2 separate regions of the Capsicum annuum genome follow, and region 2 is linked to region 1. The links are chromatin contacts, called in public Hi-C maps. All regions are on one chromosome and are shown on one strand. Each heading gives the region's core, a stretch centred on a gene start, on an enhancer-like site or on the middle of the called end of the contact. The rest is flanking DNA. Distances are from core to core; before and after follow the strand shown.

Evidence for each region. Hi-C and Micro-C count contacts between places; a contact is called where the count stands out from the background.
Region 2: a Hi-C map of leaf shows a contact between it and region 1, with 2.3 times the contacts expected there. The contact joins the enhancer-like site here to the promoter of LOC107854596 in region 1. A contact is called at or near these places in 2 of 5 Hi-C or Micro-C datasets (leaf and placenta).

Annotation. Positions count from the first base shown.
Region 1 is chr11:165,557,664-165,562,556 of UCD10Xv1.1, forward strand. It overlaps LOC107854596 (mitochondrial fission 1 protein A), which reads left to right and starts at 2,741. Exons shown (of 5, transcript XM_016699609.2): 1 at 2,741-3,107; 2 at 4,727-4,865. The coding sequence starts at 3,015.
Region 2 is chr11:165,609,730-165,614,622 of UCD10Xv1.1, forward strand. LOC107856685 (probable magnesium transporter NIPA1) reads right to left here. Exons shown (of 4, transcript XM_047399053.1): 3 at 4,796-4,893; 4 at 3,977-4,714. The coding sequence ends at 4,581. Among protein-coding and RNA genes, the nearest start is that of LOC107856685, 12 kb to the right of the region's middle. Within about 2 kb of position 3,007, at least 3 of the 5 cell types and tissues checked have an H3K27ac peak or open chromatin away from gene starts, as enhancers often do. A contact at or near this core is called in leaf, where this site is marked.

The sequences.
Region 1 (4,893 bases), core at 1,491-3,990:
GAATCTTCCGCAAACCATGTCAAGGAAAGCATCCTAGGTGGTTTAACCACATATGAAGGTACCCCTTACCTTTATAAAACATTTGAAGGAAACAACTACAGCTATTCAAAGATGGTAAAACTATCAATCCAATTTGAATCAATTAGAATAACTGTTCCTTATTATATTGCCAATCATGAAAATAATTATAATATAATATTAGGAGGAACATTTCCCAACAATTTGGATTGATATAATATTCAAAAAGAAGGAATTGAAATCACCTTTGGAGAAAAAACTTGTTTTATCCCTAAAATCTAAATGTCAAATAAAACCTCTTTTAGAGTAGCAATATTTGTAGAATTTACTACCTACGAAACAAGATTGACATCATGTGATCAGATAGATAATGATTCTGAAGCCAATTTTACCAAATCTTTTTTTATAAAAGAATGGAATACTAATAATGTTAATGCTTCTGTTGTCGGTACTACAGGTGACAGAGAAAAGCTTACACATTAGAAAGAGAATGTGAAAATAATTTTAGGATCTAAAATTGTTTCAATAAAACATGTCTATGCTTATGATAAACTAAAAATTGATTTATTACTTGGAAATGATTTTATCCAACAGTTCCAAGATTATCATCAAACAATTTACATGGTTAGCTTCAAAACTCCGTGTAATCATTTTATTAAAATACCAAGAAAACATAATTCCTATGTTTTGATAAAAGAAAGGGAAATTTTTAATTAAAAAAAATTGAACAACCCAAAAAATTATTCTTGTAAATGTCTTAATCTTGAAAAAATAAAACAAGATTTACAATATTCTTATGGAGAAAATTCATTAGAAAAATGGGACAATAATCATGAAAAACAGTTTTAATTCTTAAAGGTCCTAGTATCATTATAAGAGTTAAACCCCTTCTTTAAAATGAAAAAGATAAAACTGAATTCAAAATTCAGATACAGAAACTTCTTAATCTCAAATTAATAAGAAAAAGCAGAAGTCCATACAGCAGTCCAACATTTATAGTTAGAAATCATGCTGAACAAAAGAGAGGAAAAGCTCGAATGGTAATCTATAATCTATAATATATTAAAAGTGTGAAAACCCTTAAAAAAGTGATTTGAACTTTTTGCCCTTCATTAATAGACTCTTCTTTAGACAAAACTGTCTTTTACTATATTTTTAATATATTATTTAATTATTTTTATTATATTAACTAGACTTTCTAAAATATATAAGACTACTAAAATATATGATAGGAGATTTAATTAATATTTTCCTTTCTATTAGATTTCCTAAAATATATGGGACTCTAAAATATATGGTAGAAGAAATAATTAATATTTTTCTTTCTACTATTCAATTAGAAAAATACTTCTAAAATAAAACTCTATTAAGAAAATACTTCTATAAATATTGAGATGTACGTTAAACTAGAGAGCAAACCGATTTGTCTACTGGAAGAATATGATTGAATCTAACTTGATTCAATTGCATTTCTAGATTGGTGGATGCTTGATTTTCTAACCCTCAACTTCTTCACTGTTTTTGTCAGCATAATAGAATTCAACATGTGTGTATATATATATATATATATCTTCTTTGTTTTCATTCAAAATCATTCTTACGGGTCAAAATTTTCGCTTAGACAAGAATTAATTGGATCAAAATCGAAGCTTTGTGATCACTATTATATTATTTTAATATAGTTTACAGGTCGTAGATGAATATCGGTTGACTTTGAAGAATTTCTTGTGTAAAGGTTATGTTTATTGTATTGTTTTGATATATTTATTATCTTATTTTTTTGTTCTAATTTACAGATGCTAGATGAATGTGGGTCGACTTTGAAAAATTTTTTTAGGTAAAGGTTAGGTTTAATTGTATTATCGTAATATCTCTATTAGTTGGTTATTTTGTGGTAGTTTACAGTTCGTAGATAAATCTCGATCAACTTTGAGAAATTTTTGTGTGTAAAATTTAAGTTTAATTGTGTCGTTTTGATATCACTTTTATCATATCATTTTGTTGCAGTTTACAGGTGATAGATAAATGTTGGTCGACTTTGAGAAATTTTTTTATGTAAAGGTTAGGTTTAGTTGTATTATTTTGATATCTTTATTATTGTATTATTTTGTTATTGTTTACAGGTGGTAGATGATTGTCGGTCGACTTTGAGAAAATTTTTGTGTGTAAAGATTAATTTAATTGTATTATTTTGATGTCTTTATCATTGTATTATTTTGTTGCAATTTACAGATGGTAGATGAATGTCGATCGACTTTTAAAAATATATTTGGTAAAGGTTAGGTTTAATAAATAAATTCTCCATTTTTACATACTCAAAAGATATTACATTTAATTATTATATTCATCTTTATTATTTAAATAAATATATTATTTAGTGTAGTATTTGAACTCATTAAAGTGAGATACACGTGCAAGACGCGTACACCTAAACTAGTAAACTATAAAAAGCTAAACAAAAATTGTGTTTTTGTTGGATATTTTATACCAAACAAAAACAATCTTATTAACCTTGCTAAAGGAAAAACCTACTTTTCAAAATTTAATTGTAAAAGTGATTTTTGGCAAATTAAGTTATTAGAGGAATCGATCCCTCTAACAGCATTTAGCACTCCTAACAGACATTATGAATGGTTAGTATATATATATATATATATATATATATCGAATATCGAATACCAAACGGTATTAATATCTTGTACCAAATCCAATCCAGAATATCGAAATGTTGAAATTTTACTCTCAAATACGAATTATCAAATTTTTTGATTCGATTACTAATTTAATTTTTGACATTTTATGCCCACCCCTAATTACACCTAGCCAAAACACTTTAAACGGCTGCCAAACGACGCCTAAGGTTGTGTTCAAAAATTGATGACAACACTTGCCTCAAAGCCTATATTTCTTGCTTAGAACACTCGTTCTTAAACCCCCATTCAGCACCTTTTGGTTGCGTACAATACCCGCAGCACAACGTACAACTTGAGAAGGCAATGGATTCTAAGATCGGAAATTTCTTCGAGTCAGTCGGACACTTTTTCAGCGGTGGAGATCAGATTCCTTGGTGCGATTCTGATATCGTCACTGTACGTACGCTATTTATCAATTTCTTTTTATTATTTATTTTTGTAATTTGGTTTGGGCAACTTTGGTAACTGTTTGAGTAGCTGTTGATTAGATATATTTAGAAGCTTTTGTGGGTTTTTCAGTGAATTTGCTATTTCATTTCTTTTTTTTATTTTATATTACTGTGTGTCGGGCCAACTCGACTAATTTTCACGGATATTTGCCACCTCCCCACCAGTTACGGATAGTAGGTAACTCACTCTGTCCACCAAAGTTATCTAGGACAGATGGGAAGATGGGGAGAAATAACCTAGTATTTTTTGTCTCGCTGGATTTGCCATTTATTTATTTGTTGTGTATTTGGTGTTTATGTTTACTTTGAATTTGAGAGGAAAAGAGCTAACCCAGAATGGTTTTTTGGAGAATTATGGAATAAACTTATTTAGGTGCATGCTGAAGGATTACCATAGGTGGCCATCGTGTGTTTGAAGTTGGGTGGAGGGAATACAAATGTTTATGGCTGGGTTTTGAATTTGGATGTTGAAATTTGTCTACGGAGGAGATATCAAAACATTTTCAAGTGGCATTTCAAATCAAACCAAAATAAGAGCTCAAAATTAACTTCGCTCTTTTTTTCCTCGAGCAGTATGAATATAGTTTCTATGGATTTGATTTATATACACGAATTGTTTTCATAATTCTTACACCGTAAGTGTAAATTAGTTAGGCCATAGCAAGTGATTTGCCTTCCTTTTTTTTTGCTTTTGTGTTTCTTTTTTCCTGTTTTTACTTTCAATAGCTGGTTTCCAAAGTCTTGGATATTGGTTGGAAAAAAAACCTTAACCAATAGCGAGATATATGTTATGGCCAATTAAAGTACATTACTTGTGATCTCAATCTAAAAGTAACAGAAATAGTAGCTTTAATCAAGAAAGAGCTATATGTTAGAGAAACATAATCACCTGAGAGACGTAAAGCTTCTAGGAATCAGGGCTAAATTTTGTAGTGGTGCTAAATTTAAAAAACTGTAAACTACTTGTTAAAGGTTTATCAGACTAGTCTTACTTTACTTTTTTGAAAGACACTTCCATTTTTAACGACTATTAGAGTTCAGATGTGACTCATGATTTCTGAATACAAACAAGAGGCATTTAAAGCATATTTGATGCCCAGTTTCCCACAAACCATTCCACTTAAGACAATGGAAATTAGAAGCTTAGATGCGTACATCCTACCCTTTGGGATTACACCGGGTATGTTGTTCTTGTATGTGTCTGTTCACTTGGCTCTGTGGGTTATTTTCTTGAATAATCTTTCTTCGTTCAAAGCAAAAGTCGTTCTGGCTGTGCCATCCATCTCTAGGGGGTCATGTTGTTGATAATTACGACCGAGACAAAAGGGAGAGTTATGGTTGAAGGATATCAGAATATGTGTCAACTATATGGAAGATTTTTGGTTAACGTTTCATTGAGAAAGATTGAAAAAATCTCTCTGAATATCTTACTGAAATAGGCTTCCTTGGTTCAAGGGAATAATGTGTAATTTGTAATAGATTTGCGGCTTCATGTGCATTCAGTAGCTAGAACCGAAGGTAGTATTGACGGTATCTGAGTCTCTCACAAGGGAAATCTATCGACAGGGTTGCGAACGTGAAGTTGCTGAGGCAGGAAAAGGTTCCTCTGATGAACTGAAAAGTGAATGCATCATGCGTCTGTCATGGGCTCTTGTTCACTCAAAGCGGCCAGAAGATGTACAACGTGGAATAGCCATGCTTGAAGGTGAGATCATTAGAATCCTTCTTTTTTG
Region 2 (4,893 bases), core at 1,757-4,256, 52 kb after region 1:
AGGCGCAGCCGCATTAGCCATATTCGAGTGCCTCAACTACGTTTCCTTAGTGATGAGTCCTCATGGTTCGAGGATTGTGTCTACATTTTTGGTGATATCGTTCTGTCGTTATGGCTTTCAGTACTGTCTGAGTTGTTTGGGGTTTGTCCCAATGACTCTTTAATCTTGATTAGTAGAGGCTTCGTCAAACTAGAGTATCAGTATGTACAGAATGTCAGTATTTTGATTGTACAGGCCAACATATCTTTGCTTTCGAGTATGTCCATGATATGATATCCTTTCTTATTTTGCCATGACTACCGTCAAAGCGAGTTCAGAAAGGGATGACAGGCTTAGAGGGTTAGCTTGAGGCCACGTGTGGCCTTAAGTACTGTGTGATGTCTCGGGATAGGTTCTTGGGGTGTTACAATATATGTACATACATATGCATATAAGTATAATTATTTTTATATACATACACTGATTTTTATATATTGTGTATCATATATTAGAATGAGTATCAGCGCATTAGGATCTCAATATACAAATGTTTAATTATTTAATTGAATATGTATAATATTATACGTTTATATAATATAGCGTTTATATACGTATGTATATGTTTATTCGGTACATAGTTAACATGCATATGTATATGTCATATAAATGTGTTTGCTCAAATGTATATGTTTATTCTTTTAATTGTATATGTATAATATTACACGTTTACACAATATATTGTTGATATGAATATGTATATATTATACATTATACATAATTAATAAAATTCTAATGTGTTTGTATATACAATTGTGTGTGTGTGTATATATATATATATATAGTTAAAATGCAATTGTATAAAGTATAATTGATTTTTATATGTGTATACTAAAAAAGGGTCAATTATGGAAGGAGAATCTCCAACAATTTTTATTATATAAAAGGAGAATATGGGGGGTGGGGGGGGTGGGGGGTTGGATATAATAATGAGCATTAATTACTTTTTTTTAAAAAAATAATAATATTAATTATATTGTATAAATAAGTCAGTTAGGAGGAATCTAAGGTGTTTATATGTGAAGTTTTACCTAAGAGAAATAGGCATTAAAAAAAAATCAATAACAACAATAAAATAGTGCAATAACTAAAAACACGATAAAAATTGATGATAATATATATCAAGAAACTACACAAATAAGGCAAACTTAATGAATGCACTAAAAGATGAAGCCAAAATAAATAGAAGAAGCTAAAAAGACCTCTGCCTCTTACTTATATATCTACCAGTTTAGGTGTACGCGCCTTGCGCATGTACCTCATTTTAATAACTTCAAACATTAAACTAAATAGAATATTTGTTTAAATAATAAAGATGAATATAATAATTAAATTTAATATCTTTTGCCCCTTATTAAAAGACTATACAATGGATAAAATTATCTTTTCACTATTTTCTCAAATTTTTAGTTAATTATTTTAATAATATTAACTATAATATTGAATCCTAAAATATATATGAGAAAAAATTAAGAGTCCTAAAATATATAGCAATAAGAAAATACCACGGTTAGAAGAATTAGACAAAAAAAACTACTAAACTCCTAAATTTTAGGAATCATACGTGTATATGATTTTTTTACTTTTTTTTAAAAAAAAATAAGACAATGAAGCATGTTTTGTACTTATTAAATAAAAAATAAGCAAAAGTCTAAAAAAAACCATAACTGAAAAAAACGTACAGTATGTCTACTTGTAGTAACTTATTGTTTTTATTAAATAAAAAATAAGCAAAAGTCTAAAAAAAAACATAACTGAAAAAAACGTACAGTATGTCTACTTGTAGTAACTTATTGTTTTTGAAATTCTTACTCTTCTAAAATTGGTAATTATTTATTGTGTGGGGGTGAGAGAATATAAATCTACCATATTTAGATAAGTTAAAAACGTTTTACACTTCTATAAATTAAGAATCCTTCTACAATAATAGAAAAAATACACCATAACACCCCTGAACTTATCGCTAAAACTTACTTTAGATCCTAAACTATACGGGTAATTATATACCCCCTTAATAACTTTCAATTGAATTTTTACCACCCTAACTGCTGACATGACAAATTTTTAAAAAATCAGCTCGTAAATAGCCAAAAATACGTGAAAATAGGTGGGGCCCACCTTTTAAATTTTATATATATATATATATATATATATATATATACTAGAATAGTGTATGTGTGTTGCACGTGTATCATGCATTTTGTATATATACAAAATAAATACGATATATCTCTCCTACCATATGAAAAAATGTTAAATTATTTGTTTTATTTGTATCATACAGTTATTTGACATTGTGAGATATTGTATAGATATTCAGGGGAAGAAATACGCCAAGGTATATGATATTATGATGTACATTCAAGATTCAATTTCATTGAATATGTAATAAAAATGGAATAAATTGTTCTTAAGAAATATATTTTAATTTATTGATGAAGACAATATTATCTCCTATTTAATAGATGTTAAATTTGTTAAGCATTATTTTCTTTCATCATTTATAAATTGATCATAAAAAAATTTATTTTAAATCATAAAATATCATTCCCAAAATTCTTTTCAATTTTTTTTTCATAAAATTATGTGATGACTTGATTAATGGAAAGAATATTTTAATACATTTTACATATTTTCAATAAATTAAGGCTAAAAATTTTGAAAGTTATCATCACCTTTTTGAAATTTTGTGTCAAATCAAAATATTCAAATACAAATCAAATATATATATATATGCCACATAAATTAAGATGGAATGAGATGATAATCATAAGATACCGAATAATTATTTTTTCAGTCAAAGTATACAAATAAAAATAAATTCAGATATAACATCAAACAAAATTTAAAGAAGCCCAAGATGAGGCAAAGCAATCTTCTTAGGCCTAAAAATTGACCCAACCCGATTCAGATCATAAAAAATTTGTCCGAATCTTTTTTACTTTTGAAAAGTTGCAAAATGCTTCATTTTTGAACTGTTCTTCACTTTTTGGTAAGTGCAGATACTCTGCAGTTTCTTTGTCTTCACAGTGTTGAGTGTTGATGAGTTAAACTTAAATGTTTATTTTTTATTTTTTATTTTTTATTTTTTATTTTTCTTACTTTCAATTAAATTTTGCCCTTTAAAGAGAAAGTGATATGATTTTAGTGAATTAAAAGTATCAATTTTAAAGACTTGTATCTATCCCTATATGCAGAGTTATCTAACAGTACGAAATTGCTATTGAAGCCAAAAGCTAATGTAAGTGAAAAGGTGACGCTATTAGTTCATTTTTGGTTGAAGAGTGGAAGGATATGACTCTTGCATCTTCTTGGAAAAGAATCAAAAACATAAAGTGGAATTATCTGTCTTCTTGTATCTTCTTGAAAAAGAATCAAAAGCATAAAGTGGGATTATCTGTCTTATACCGAAAATTAAAAAGATCGATGCATGTTAATTTGAGAATTAGAAAATCAAGCATCCATCAATCTAGACATGCAATCGAATCAAGTTAGATGAGCATCAATCATATTCTCCGAATAGACAAACTAATTTGTTCTCTAGCTTAACGTACATCTCAATATTTATAGAAGTATTTCCTTAATAAAGTCCTATTTTAGGGAGTAGTTTTCTATTTGAACAGAAAAATATTAATTAATTCTCCTACCATATATTTTAAGAAGTCTAGTGAATAGAAAAATATTAATTAATTCTCCTACTATATATTTTAGAAAGTCTAGTTAATATAATAAAAATAATTAAATAATAAATTGAAAAAATTAGTGAAAAAAACAGTTTTGTCTAAAAAAAAAATCTTTTAATGAAGAGCAAAAAGTTCAAATTATTTTTCTAAGGGTTCACACTTTTAATATATTGTAGATTATAGATATAAATTATAGATGAATCTAACTTCCATACACTGACAGTGTTAAATTTCTTTTATTTAAATTACATGGGAAATAACTGAAAAATCACTTGAAATAAACCACCCAAAAAAAATAATTATAGTGTTATTGGGAGTCGATCAAACATCCTCTGATCTCAAATTCACTAAAAGAATGAAACATAAACAGAAGACTTTACCCAATACTTCAAAAACTGCTATACAAACAAAACATTTCCAGAGAAAAGAAGAAAACTAAAAAGAATTACTATATCACTCCTAATCACTGCAAAACTACTACCATAAATCACTTGTTTTGAACAGAGAACTCCTATTCAAACCCTCATCACTCAGCTCTGCTACTATAGATATTTTTCAAGCCCCTAACTCAACATTCTGATGCTTAATGATGTACAACAAACCAATATTTGGAACTCCTATAACTATAGACAAACAGTGCAGTTTCAGCAGCGACAACTTTTGATGATTTTCCACCAACATCCTGTGGAATCCTTACCTTGATGCTAAAAATCAGATCAATAGACAGCGAAATTGACATGTTGCAGCTTCGGAGGTTTTCCAAAGGATTATCGATTGCACGCTTCAACTTTCTAACCGCGAATCATGGTTTCTGGTGGCCCATAATAAGAAAGAGTCCTGGACTTCTCTAAAGCTGTCATATTATACCTGGAGATCCTGTCTTCTAGAATCAGCTTCCTCAGAACACAATTCATCTTCTTGTTCATGCTTATGTGATTCCCCGTTTGAATTAAATAGTCGTGTTGATAACGTAGGGGATGAAGGCGTGTAATTACCTGCATTTTTTGTATTAATTTTAAGGCTAGAGAAAGGACCATCAAGTTTTTATAAAAATATTAGGATGATGAAAAGTGCACCTCTGAAAGATGAACTTCTTTCCATGTCTTTGGTAACGTGCAACAAGATGGTTCCAGAGAGCACAACGATGAAACCACATATTTCTGATATAATGCTC